Linked DNA regions of Gossypium hirsutum: regions 1 and 2 are each linked to region 3. Evidence: chromatin contacts called from public Hi-C data. All regions are on one chromosome and are shown on one strand. Each heading gives the region's core, a stretch centred on a gene start, on an enhancer-like site or on the middle of the called end of the contact. The rest is flanking DNA. Distances are from core to core; before and after follow the strand shown. Region 1 holds the start of LOC107962904 (bifunctional purple acid phosphatase 26). Region 2 holds the start of LOC107962907 (hydroxyproline O-galactosyltransferase HPGT3). Region 3 holds the start of LOC121218322 (protein FAR1-RELATED SEQUENCE 6).

What was found. Hi-C and Micro-C count contacts between places; a contact is called where the count stands out from the background.
Region 1: a Hi-C map of leaf shows a contact between it and region 3, with 1.8 times the contacts expected there. The contact joins the promoter of LOC107962904 here to the promoter of LOC121218322 in region 3. A contact is called at or near these places in 2 of 34 Hi-C or Micro-C datasets (leaf and petal).
Region 2: a Hi-C map of leaf shows a contact between it and region 3, with 1.8 times the contacts expected there. The contact joins the promoter of LOC107962907 here to the promoter of LOC121218322 in region 3. A contact is called at or near these places in 2 of 34 Hi-C or Micro-C datasets (callus and leaf).

What each region holds. Positions count from the first base shown.
Region 1 is chrD06:23,823,785-23,827,265 of Gossypium_hirsutum_v2.1, forward strand. LOC107962904 (bifunctional purple acid phosphatase 26) reads right to left here and starts at 1,913. Exons shown (of 10, transcript XM_016899456.2): 1 at 1,826-1,913; 2 at 928-1,171; 3 at 311-511; 4 at 1-85. The coding sequence starts at 1,113.
Region 2 is chrD06:23,889,399-23,893,264 of Gossypium_hirsutum_v2.1, forward strand. It overlaps LOC107962907 (hydroxyproline O-galactosyltransferase HPGT3), which reads left to right and starts at 1,628. Exons shown (of 12, transcript XM_041095401.1): 1 at 1,628-2,055; 2 at 3,265-3,328; 3 at 3,499-3,548; 4 at 3,656-3,846. The coding sequence starts at 1,931.
Region 3 is chrD06:23,670,280-23,673,628 of Gossypium_hirsutum_v2.1, forward strand. It overlaps LOC121218322 (protein FAR1-RELATED SEQUENCE 6), which reads right to left and starts at 1,893. Exons shown (of 3, transcript XM_041095397.1): 1 at 1,636-1,893; 2 at 132-328.

The sequences.
Region 1 (3,481 bases), core at 663-3,162, 150 kb after region 3:
CCGGGTCAATCTTTGGAGGAGTTTGAAACCAAAATTCTCGAGATGAATGACCTTCACCAATCTTGTAATAGTACTTGGTCTCATACTAAAAGAAAAGAAAGTTAGTGGTCTTAGTATAAGTTGCAACATCACATGAATACGCAAAAAGATTGAATCTATCTATTGGTGGCAACTTCATAACATGAAATATGCTTCTCATCATCTGGATGTTATATTCATTAGCATATATTGCAGCAGCTCCAGTTTCAGATAGAACTATTATATGACTGTTTGAATATTCATGCTATAGATAACATTGTTCGATATTTACCTCTAGACCATCAACAAGACAGTGATGAATATAGCCAGATTTATAGTTGTAAAAGGTGTAATTAGCCACTGTGCCATCAGCTTTAAAGTCATATTTCTTCTCTGATGTGCCATACTGTACTCTAGAAGACCCAGGTTTATCAGCAGTAACCCATGATATCATTACAGCTTTTCCATCATAGTCACCTTGAGTAATATGCACCTACACCAATAAATTTAATGAAGTTAAAACAATTTCTTAGCAAAGCTGTAATTCCGAGGATCAATCAATGGCCTGGACTAGATAGCAATGGTAAGAGATCATCTTAAAGAGTAAATTTTTCAATGCACTTGGTAAAATTGTTCTCTTAAAGACTGTCTTTTCCACAGAATTTAAAACAAAGCTATTGTGGTTTTCATATGATAAGACCTCATTAATCATCCATTTAACCCTCATTCATACAACCAATAAATGTGAAAAACCAGTATCTTAATTGGCTAAACATGAATCTGACTTGGATAGAGATTGGCAATGAATGGTTGCATCATCAATTAATACTGATTGGAAAAGAAAATATTTGTAGGAATAATTTGAAATAAATAGCTACAATAATGGGGTTACTGATGTGTATTACTTACTTGTTGCGGAGCATTGTAACCATTAGGAATTGCAAGTACTTTATGGTCAAGAGGGATATCAAAAGATTGCCATTTCGTACGAGTAAAAGTACTTGTAATTCCCGCACTGCCCTTTTTCACAAAGGCTAAGATAAGAAACAACTTGAGTAAAAGCTCAAACAATGTGAACCACAGCCCGAAAGCCATCAGCAACGGTGTTATGAGTTCATGAATCAAGTTCTGAAACAACACCAATTTGGTCAATCTGAAAAGAAAAAGGAATCAATTAAATTCGAAAATTTATATAAACACAAAAACCACATATAAGTTCAAAAAAACATTTTACATTCCAATAACTCGTATTACGTTACTACTAAATGAACCCAAAAAAACCACTCCTATCCAATTTTGCATTCCAATAGTTGTTCCTCGTACCGGACAGATTCACTAGTAACATTTTGTTAATTTATCATATCACTTCTCATCTAAACTACATTTATCAATACAAAAAAATCAGGGAAAAAGTTAAAACTTTCAGAGCAGGTTTCAGATCTAGACACATTTTCAAAGAATCACAGCAATGAAATGGAAGTTTAGGATCAAAGTAAAAACAAAGTCGGTGTGAAACTCAAAAACCAGTGCGCTACCTTTGCTGAACCGTATCTATTAAACATGCCCAGAATTTCAAAGGCATCGAGAAATCGAATTCGAAATGCAAAAAAGAAAAAAAAATAAAACATAGCAACAATATTTATAAAATACATAAATAAATAAAAAAGAGCAAAGCTTACTTCCTTACAGGCCACCAGCACCACGATAGCAGAGAAAAAGAGAGAATAAAGAAAGCTATAACAAGTTGGGATTATTCATTTACATGAAAAAAAGAAAAGAGTGAATGTTATTTGAGTGAGAAAATTACCTGTGAAAATGTTGTGTGTGTATAGAGAAGAGGGGAAGTGGAATTTATCTGGCGGGTAGTTGACGGTTTTCATAGGGCGCTATTTGTTGTCAGATTTCGTTTTTCCTAATTAAATATTTTTAAAATGTTGAAATAAATAGGGATAAATTAACATTTAGTCATTAAATTTGATAGTTTTATCAATTTGGTCCTTAATTTTTTGTCCATTACAATTCTGAAACTTGATAATTTTTTCAATTTGATCCCTAAACTTTGATTATTCACAAAAGCATCTAAAATTTTAAAATATATATTATCCAAAAAATACAAGAAAATATTAAAAAATGTAGATGATGATGTGGCACAATCTCAATGTATCATATTTTTCCTGGGATAATGGAACCTAAATTTAGGGACCAAATTTAAAAAAAAACTTATCAATTTTCAGAACTAATATGGAATAAAGAAAATAGGACCAAAGTGAAAAATGGTCTCAAGTTCAGTGACTAGATATCGCTTTATTCCAAACAAATTTACAAGCGTAAGATAGCAGGTAGTGACGTTGTGTAGCGTAAGTTAGCAGCTAGCTTTGTCGTTGTGCAGTAACGACATTACAACTAAGTAAATCAAACCTTAAAAACTGTTAGTGATAAGTAGGAGTGAGCAATACTCGATTCGAGTCGAAAAAAATTAAAAAAAATTTGAATTTCGAGTTAAACGAATCGAGTTATTTGAGTTAATAGAGTTATTCGAATCAACTCGAATTTTTTTTTCAAATTTCGAGTTCGAATCGAGTTGAGTTTTCGAATTTGAATAACTCGAATAATTCGAATAATTTGAATATCAAACTATAATATTTTACATTTTTACCCCAAACTCCCAAACCTTTTTACTTTTCCCTTAAAACTTTTACTCTTTCTCACTTTCCCCCCAAAACTTTTACTCCCCTCCCACTTTTCCCCTAAAACTTTTATTCCCTTCCCATCCCACCTCTCATCTACCCCAAACCCTCCCCCGATCCAATTTTTTTTAATATTTTCCCTCCAAAATTTTACTCCCCCTATTTACTTTCCCTCAAACTTTTATTTCCCAAAACTTTTTATTTTCCCCCTAAACTTTTACTTCTCACCCTTTACTCTCAAATAAAAAATTAATATTATCCAAAAACAAATATCACTAAACATAAATAGTAATAATTTTATTTATATCTACTATTTATATTATTAAATTAAATTTCACATTTTATATTATTTATATTATTGAATTGTTTAGTCATATTGAATATTTATATTAAAATTGAATTATTAATTATGCCATAAAATATTCGTGTTAAAATTTTATATTGATATCAATTTCACATTTTATTTTTAAAACAACTTTTTATTAAACGAATCATATTTTTACATTTAATATATTTTTTAATTTCAAAATACATAGTGACAAGAATCTGAAGATAATTGAAACAACTAAGTAAGCAAAGAAGCTAACCAGTATATAAAAAATTAATAAATAAATTATGAGGTGATGAAAGTTAATAAAAAATTTGATTAAGGTGGACAAATTTTATTATGATGGGAACAAGGACCCAAAATTATTTTTTAAAATTTAACTTGAACAAATATATTCGATTCGATTCGATTCGATTCGAATTCCATCTCACTCGACTCGATTCGAGAA
Region 2 (3,866 bases), core at 378-2,877, 220 kb after region 3:
AATGTTTGTTTTGTGTCCATATCATGCATGCTTTAAGGGGGTGGCGCCTACGTGCATTTTGAAAATGATGTGTATATAAAACTTCTGTTATTTAAGACCTTGTTTTGATGAAACTTTTATAAAATATTAATGTTTGAGTTAAGTCAATGTATTTTATTACTAAAGTATGCCTAGGTATTTTTTATATTTTATATAAAAAAATAAGAATATTTCCAAAATAATATTTATTGTTTTATAAAAGTAATGGATTTTTTATAAATTTACAAATCAATTGAAATTTAGTTGATAAGTATGTAATGATCTAGTACAAACTATTTATATCATTCACATGGTGGGTGTGTAAGAAGGGCAGTAAATGTTTGTAATTTGTAAATTACGTAAATCGAAATTTGTAAATCTATCTAAAAATTTAAATTTATTTATTATCTATAATATTATTTGAGTAATATTATTTATAAATTATCTATCAGATATTCGAATTTATAAAAAAAATTAATTTCGAAAAAATTTAATTATCTTTAGGAATGCCAAATTTGCAAAAATAAAACTAATTTCAATTTTTTTTGGATATCCTAATTTGCAAAAGTTTGAATTTGAATTGGCTAGAATACTTTAGGTTTAAAGGTGTAAAAAACCCTCAAACTTTTTCAAAAAAAGCAATTAAGTCTCTGTCTCTCTCTCTCTCACTCAATTAAGTACTTGAACTTTCAAAATGCATCAAACAGGCCCTCAAACTTCTTCAAAAAAAAGCAATTAAGCCCTGCTTTTTTCACTCAATTAGGTACTTGAACTTTCAAAATACATCAAGAAGACCTTTAAAAGTTTTCAAAAAAGCAATTAAACCCATGCTCTTATTAAAAATTAGAAAAAAAATTATAAAAAATAAAAAATTATTAAATTTTAGAAAAATTATTAAATTTTAAAAATATAAAAAAAATTGTAAAATTTTATAAAAATCATAAAAAAACTAGGGGTCGTTAATTTGATTATGATTTTTATAAAAATTTACAATTTTTTATATTTTTATGATTTTTATAAAAAAATTCTAATGTTTAATAAATTTTAATTTTTTCATATTTTTATTAAAATTTAATAATTTTTTAATTTTTTAATTTTTTCTAATTTTTTTCTAATTTTTAATAAAGCCAAGGGATTAATTACTTTTTTTTAAAAAAAGTTTGAGGGTTTTTTTGATGCATTTTGAAAGTTCAAGTACCCACTTGAATGTAAAAAAAAAGTAGGGGCTTAATTGCTTTTTTAAAAAAGGTTTGAGGATTTTTTTGATGCATTTTAAAAATTCAAGTACACAAATGAGTGCAAAAAAATGCAAAAAATTAATTACTTTTTTTTTTTAAAGTTTGAAAACTTTTTAGACCTTAAGCTAATATTTTATATTCATAATCAAATTTATAAGCATTTTACAACATGTGAATTTAAATATCCGGATTTTAGACTGTTATTCAAATTAATAATATAAATTTAAGTAATAAATATGTAAAATACCAATCACATCTACTTCCAATCCATAATTTTAAAATCTAAATTCAAATATAATTCCAAATATTAAATAGGGAATATCTGAATTCGTTGTACAAATTGCCAAGATCTAATAAAAATTACCAAAATTAAATTGGTGGGATTGTCCAAGTTCGGTGTAGGCCGAATCTAGGTGGGCTTGGCCTATACAACCCATCGTCAGTTACCGCTCTCAGATCTCTCTCTTCGTTTTTCTTTTTAATTTCATTTCAAATTTCCGTTTGTTTCTTCTAGTCTTTGATTCTCCGTCATTTCTTTTTCATACTTGATTTGAATCCCTACACTGAGTTCGCATTCTCGTTCATTGTAATTATCCGAATTATAAAAGTAGAGATCATCAGAGACCGGCGATCAATTCTCTGTTTCGATTCTGTATATGCGTTAAGAGTGTGATATGGAGGGTTTACCTACAACCACTAAAGGAGATAAACGATGGAGATCGAAGAATCTGCAAACATCCAAGCCTTCTTTGTTGATGGCTTTTTTCTCTTGCATCGCTTGGCTCTATGTCGCTGGCCGGTTCGTATTCTTTTTCTCTTCGTTTTTATTTTTTGCTTCTCGATATTCAAATCCATTGCGCAAGTTTCGTCGAATTTTTCATTTTGGTTTGTATTTAGAAAGGGAAAAAGAAGATCGTAAAATCTAAATTCGCATTCAATTAAATCAGCTTAACATTTTTTTGTTGATTATTGGTTTTTTAATAAATTTCCGTAGCTAGCAAATTTATTAATCTGAATTATTTTTTATTTTACGAAAATTTGATGAACATTAGGTTTTTTTTTCTTTTTCTTCATTTTTCTTTCTCAATTGTTAATTCCTCCGTCTGTTCGTGGAATTTGGTTTTCCATTTCGGACTGTATTTAGGGAAAAGTTAGGATCGTAGACTCTAATTTTATATTCAATTTCACCTTTTTAAAATAAATCTTCATAGCTGAAATTTTGATTAATCTGAATTTTTTTTTGTGAAAAAGTGATAAAAATTAGGGGGTTTTTTCCCCCATTTTCTTCATTTTTATTTCTCAATTGTTTATTTCACCGTCTGTTCGTGGTATTTGGTTTTCCATTTCTGACAGTATTTAGGGCAAAAATAGGATCGTAGAATTCTAAATTTATATTCAATTAAATCAGCCTAACATTTTTGTTAATAATTGTTTTTAATAAAGTTTCGTAGCTAATAAATTTATTAATCTGAATTATTATTTATTTTGCGAAATTTGATAAAAAATTATGTTGTTTTTTCTTTGTCTTCATTTTTGTTTCTCAATTGTTAATTCCAATCCGCTAGTTCGTGGAATTAGGTTTTTCATTTCGAGTTGTATATAGGGGAAAAGAAAAGATCGTAGAATCTAAATTTATAGTCAATTATATCAGCCTAACATTTTTGTTAATTATTGTTTCATTTCCGTACCTAACAAATTGATTAATCTGATTAAGTTATTTATTATTTATTTTGCACTGATAAAAGATTAGGTTGTTTTTTCTTTGTCTTCATTTTTTCTTCTCAATTATTAATTTCAATGCGCCATTTTGTGGAATTTGGTTTTTCATTTTGGATTGTATTTAGGGGGAAAAAATAGGATCGTGGAATTGAAATTTATATTCAATTAAATCAGCCTAACATTTTTGTTAATTATTGTTTGTTTCTAATCAATTTCCATAGCGAGCAAATTGATTAATCTGAATTACTTATTTACTATTTATTTTGCAAAATATACTGATGAAAATTAGGTTGTGGCAAGATGCGGAAAACAGAACATTGCTTGCTAATCTTCTTAAGAAGAACATGGAACAGGTTAGGACTCAAAAGCCAAACAAATTGTTCTTGTCATAGCCTATGTCCTTAGTTACTATTTGTTGTAGAATAGAATGTGTAGTATTTGATTATTGCTCACTGTAAAGTACGATGCTAAGTAATTAGAATGTGTCTATTTTCCCTATGATGTTTGTCTTTCCTATTTGTAGAGACCAAAGGTTCTTACTGTTGAAGATAAGCTGATGGTCCTCGGATGCAAGTACGCTCTTCAATTCTCATTCTTACCACCCATCTCGCAATTTTTATGGTATAATATGACTGTTTCTGTTTTCTTGCATCGTGCTAAAAAATAAACTTGAACTTTAGGGATCTAGAGAAGAGGATTGTAGAAGCAGAGATGGACTTGACGTTAGCTAAGAATCAAGGATACCTCAAGAACCAGTTGCGACAAAGTGAGTCTTTTTCAGAAAAAAAGCTTCTTGCAGTTATTGGCGTTTATACTGGATTTGGTAGTTACTTGAAGCGACAAACATCTAGAGGATCTTGGATGCCTAGAGGTTAGCCCTTCTACTAGTCT
Region 3 (3,349 bases), core at 643-3,142:
AAAGAAAGTGCTCAATGGTTCAGTGGAATACTCAATGGTTTCTTTTCAAGGTACATAACATACAGAAACAATAAGGAAGTGCTCAGGCTGAATGGAAACAAGGGAGGAAAAGCTAAACAATGTAATCGTACCTTCAACTCAAACTATACTGCTGTTCTTCATACTGTCCATGCCAAAGAATCACCTTCATCAGCTTTCCCATCAAACAGTAATCGAGCAAACGATTCTGAAGCACTGAGAAGCCCATGGATTATCTACTTACAGGACAAGGCGACAAGCTTCCCCTCTAGCATAGTTTAACCCCTATAGCGCCTACAGCATCCTTTCGCTGGAAAAAGAAAACATAATCTTAACTCGTGCAGCAACCGATAAATCATAACAAACTAGCCACACCATAGGGTATTATAATCATATAGATAAAATGCAAGACCATATTAACGAGAAAAATTCACAAATGAAGTAGAATGGCCATCCATAAGATCAGCAACAAAAGAATAGAAAAATACAGAGCACTTAAATTTAGCAAAAATCCTTGCTACCAAAAAAAGAAGAAAGTAAGAGACTCCCCACATTCTAATTCCTTTAGAGGAAAAACTTTTGTCATGACCTGAACCAGCCTGATGATTGTGTCACGAGGACACAAACCAGAGTTCTGCAGAGTGCATTCCTTTGCGTGTGAGGACGTGGGTTAGAATATGCGGCGACACAAACCATGAAAGACCTATTCATATCCAGAGAAGATAATTCTGGATTATGCATCACGAACCATCGAGACAAGTGGAATCATGACTTACAACTCAGTGGAATCGTGACAATTGGCAACCAAAATTCTGTAGAATGCTTTCCTTTGTGTGTGAAGATCTGGGTTTGAATCTATAAATATACACCTAAGAGTGAAGGTGCCCAAAGAAGACAGTTCCGGAGCATACATCACAATGCAGACCAACGAGCTGGGTGGAATCGTGACAACTTTATTTGGTACTGAACTTAAAAGTCCGAAACTAGTATGAAAATGCATTTCCAAGAACTAAAACTACAGATGAATCCGAACATATAAATGGACCATAAAATCCATGCAATAATCCAGTAATACTATGTAAATTATCAGTAAGAAATCACCAAACAAGAACCTCGTTAATCTATAAAGCACAAAGGCGATCGCAACAAAACAAAAAAGAATTCTGATCATTAAATACTTGATTATATAAAATTGTTACGACCCAAAGGAAGTAAACTGAATTTCCTGCACCTGTATTAATCTAATTTCTTTTTGTCAAAGATTAAATTACTAATTTTAATTATAAAGTTAAAGAGTTTTGAGCATCATAAATGATTTATTTTCCGTTTGATTGCTGAGAAAACGTCATTGTTTCGTACCTTTGCCACACTCTTAGTACTCAGTAGTAATTAAAAGAAATCCAAATTTTAAATTATAAAAAAATGTATCGAAAATTTTCAAGCTTAATCGCTTGATTACTTCATTTATAAGCTTTTTACTTCATTTTAGAAACCAAACAAAAAAAGAAAAGTTCCAAATCGCTGGAAACCCTAAGTCAACGTGATTGAAATTTTAAGCGAAAAGGAAAATCAAAATTGACGTTTTGATGAGTTGAAAATCGTAGATGATGATCTTACGATGATTCGTGGAGCTGAGGTGAGTCAGACGAGGAGACTCGGGGGGGCGAGGCGCTGAGTCCGCTCACTCACTGCCTTTAGAATTTGGCGTTGGGGAAAGGGAAAATGCGAGTCTCACACCGGGGATTACAGAGGTTTCGTAGATCTATCGACTCGATGAGTTGACACGTGGGAACTTTCTCTTTTTCATGGTTAAGAAACTACAATGTATTGCGTGCACTGTGCTGCTGGGAGTTTGGTGACAACTTATGCTTAGATTAGACGAAGATATGTTTATTTCTGATGAGATTAAAAATAGCGATGAGATTTGATAATGAGATTAAAAATAATGATAGAACGTGTTTTTAGATTTAAATGTAACTGTAGTAATAAGTTGAAAATACAAAATGATTATTAAAAATATTAGATTAAAAATGATATATAATAAAAAAATTAATTATTTTACTTTTACGAAATTATTAAAAATATGTGAATTTATAAATTCATTTAATAAAATATTAAAATGTATCTTTCAATATTTTATTATAAATATTTTAATCAATTATATAATCAATTTAAATTATTAATTAGATAAAATGATAATTTTTTTAATTTTTTTTATAGTTATTAATTTTTTTATAACAATGATAAATATTATTTTCACACATAATAATATTATACTTGGATCAAATTTTGAAATATCTAACCGGATGATTTTTAATACAAAAAAATATAATACCATAAGACATAACAAGTTTCATTAATATTAGAAATTAGGTTACGATACAAAATGTCTTTACAAAGACGAATTTATTAAACTAGTCACAATGGTTTCCCTTAACATCGCGATTTTAAGGTCACCTTCACTGTTAGAAGAACTCGATTCACCTCGATCAAAATGGCCTGAAGAGACTGGCATATTGGATATATTCTCAAATTGTCAAAAATCTTCATCATCTGACCAAGCATGTCTTCGAATGTAATTATGCAAAACCATTGTTGCAATAACTATTAAACTTGCTTCTTGATTGAATAACTTGGAATATCTATTAATATTGGCTATTTTTTTCCACATTCCAAATATTCGTTCAATCATAGAGCGTAATGAAGAATGGGCATGATTAAAAATTTCTTTTTTTTCCAAATACTCGACGATTACCTCGACAAAAATCATGTAAATGATATCGTTCCCCTATATATGGACCTAAAAAGCCTGCCATTTGTGGATATCTTGAATCCACAAGATAATATTTTCCTACAAAAAAGTATAACATAATATCAAGTTTAAAAATAAATTAAAAATTTTAATATTGTTTTTATGTAAAGATTAATTAAAAAAATTAAACTTGAACCTGGTGGAGGGTGTGGAGATTTTTTAACTCTTGCTTTCTAAGTGCTTGTAGAAAAATTGTAGTGTCATGTGTTGTTCCTTCCCAACCAGGAAATGCAAAAATAAAGCACATGTTGAAGTTACAAATTGCCATAATATTTTGAGTTGGTTTACATTTCCGTCCAATATAAGATATTTGACAAGAAGGCGAAATGCATGCTTCTATGTGGGTTACATCTATGGCCCTAATACAATCTTTTAAAATAAATACAAGTAATGAGATAAAAGTTAGAAATAATTTATATTTGAAAAATATAAAGACTGTGTAAATTTTACCTTAAAGTGAGGCCAATATCTTGTATCATGTCGAATATGATTTGGTACTTCCTCGGATTGACCTTCAGT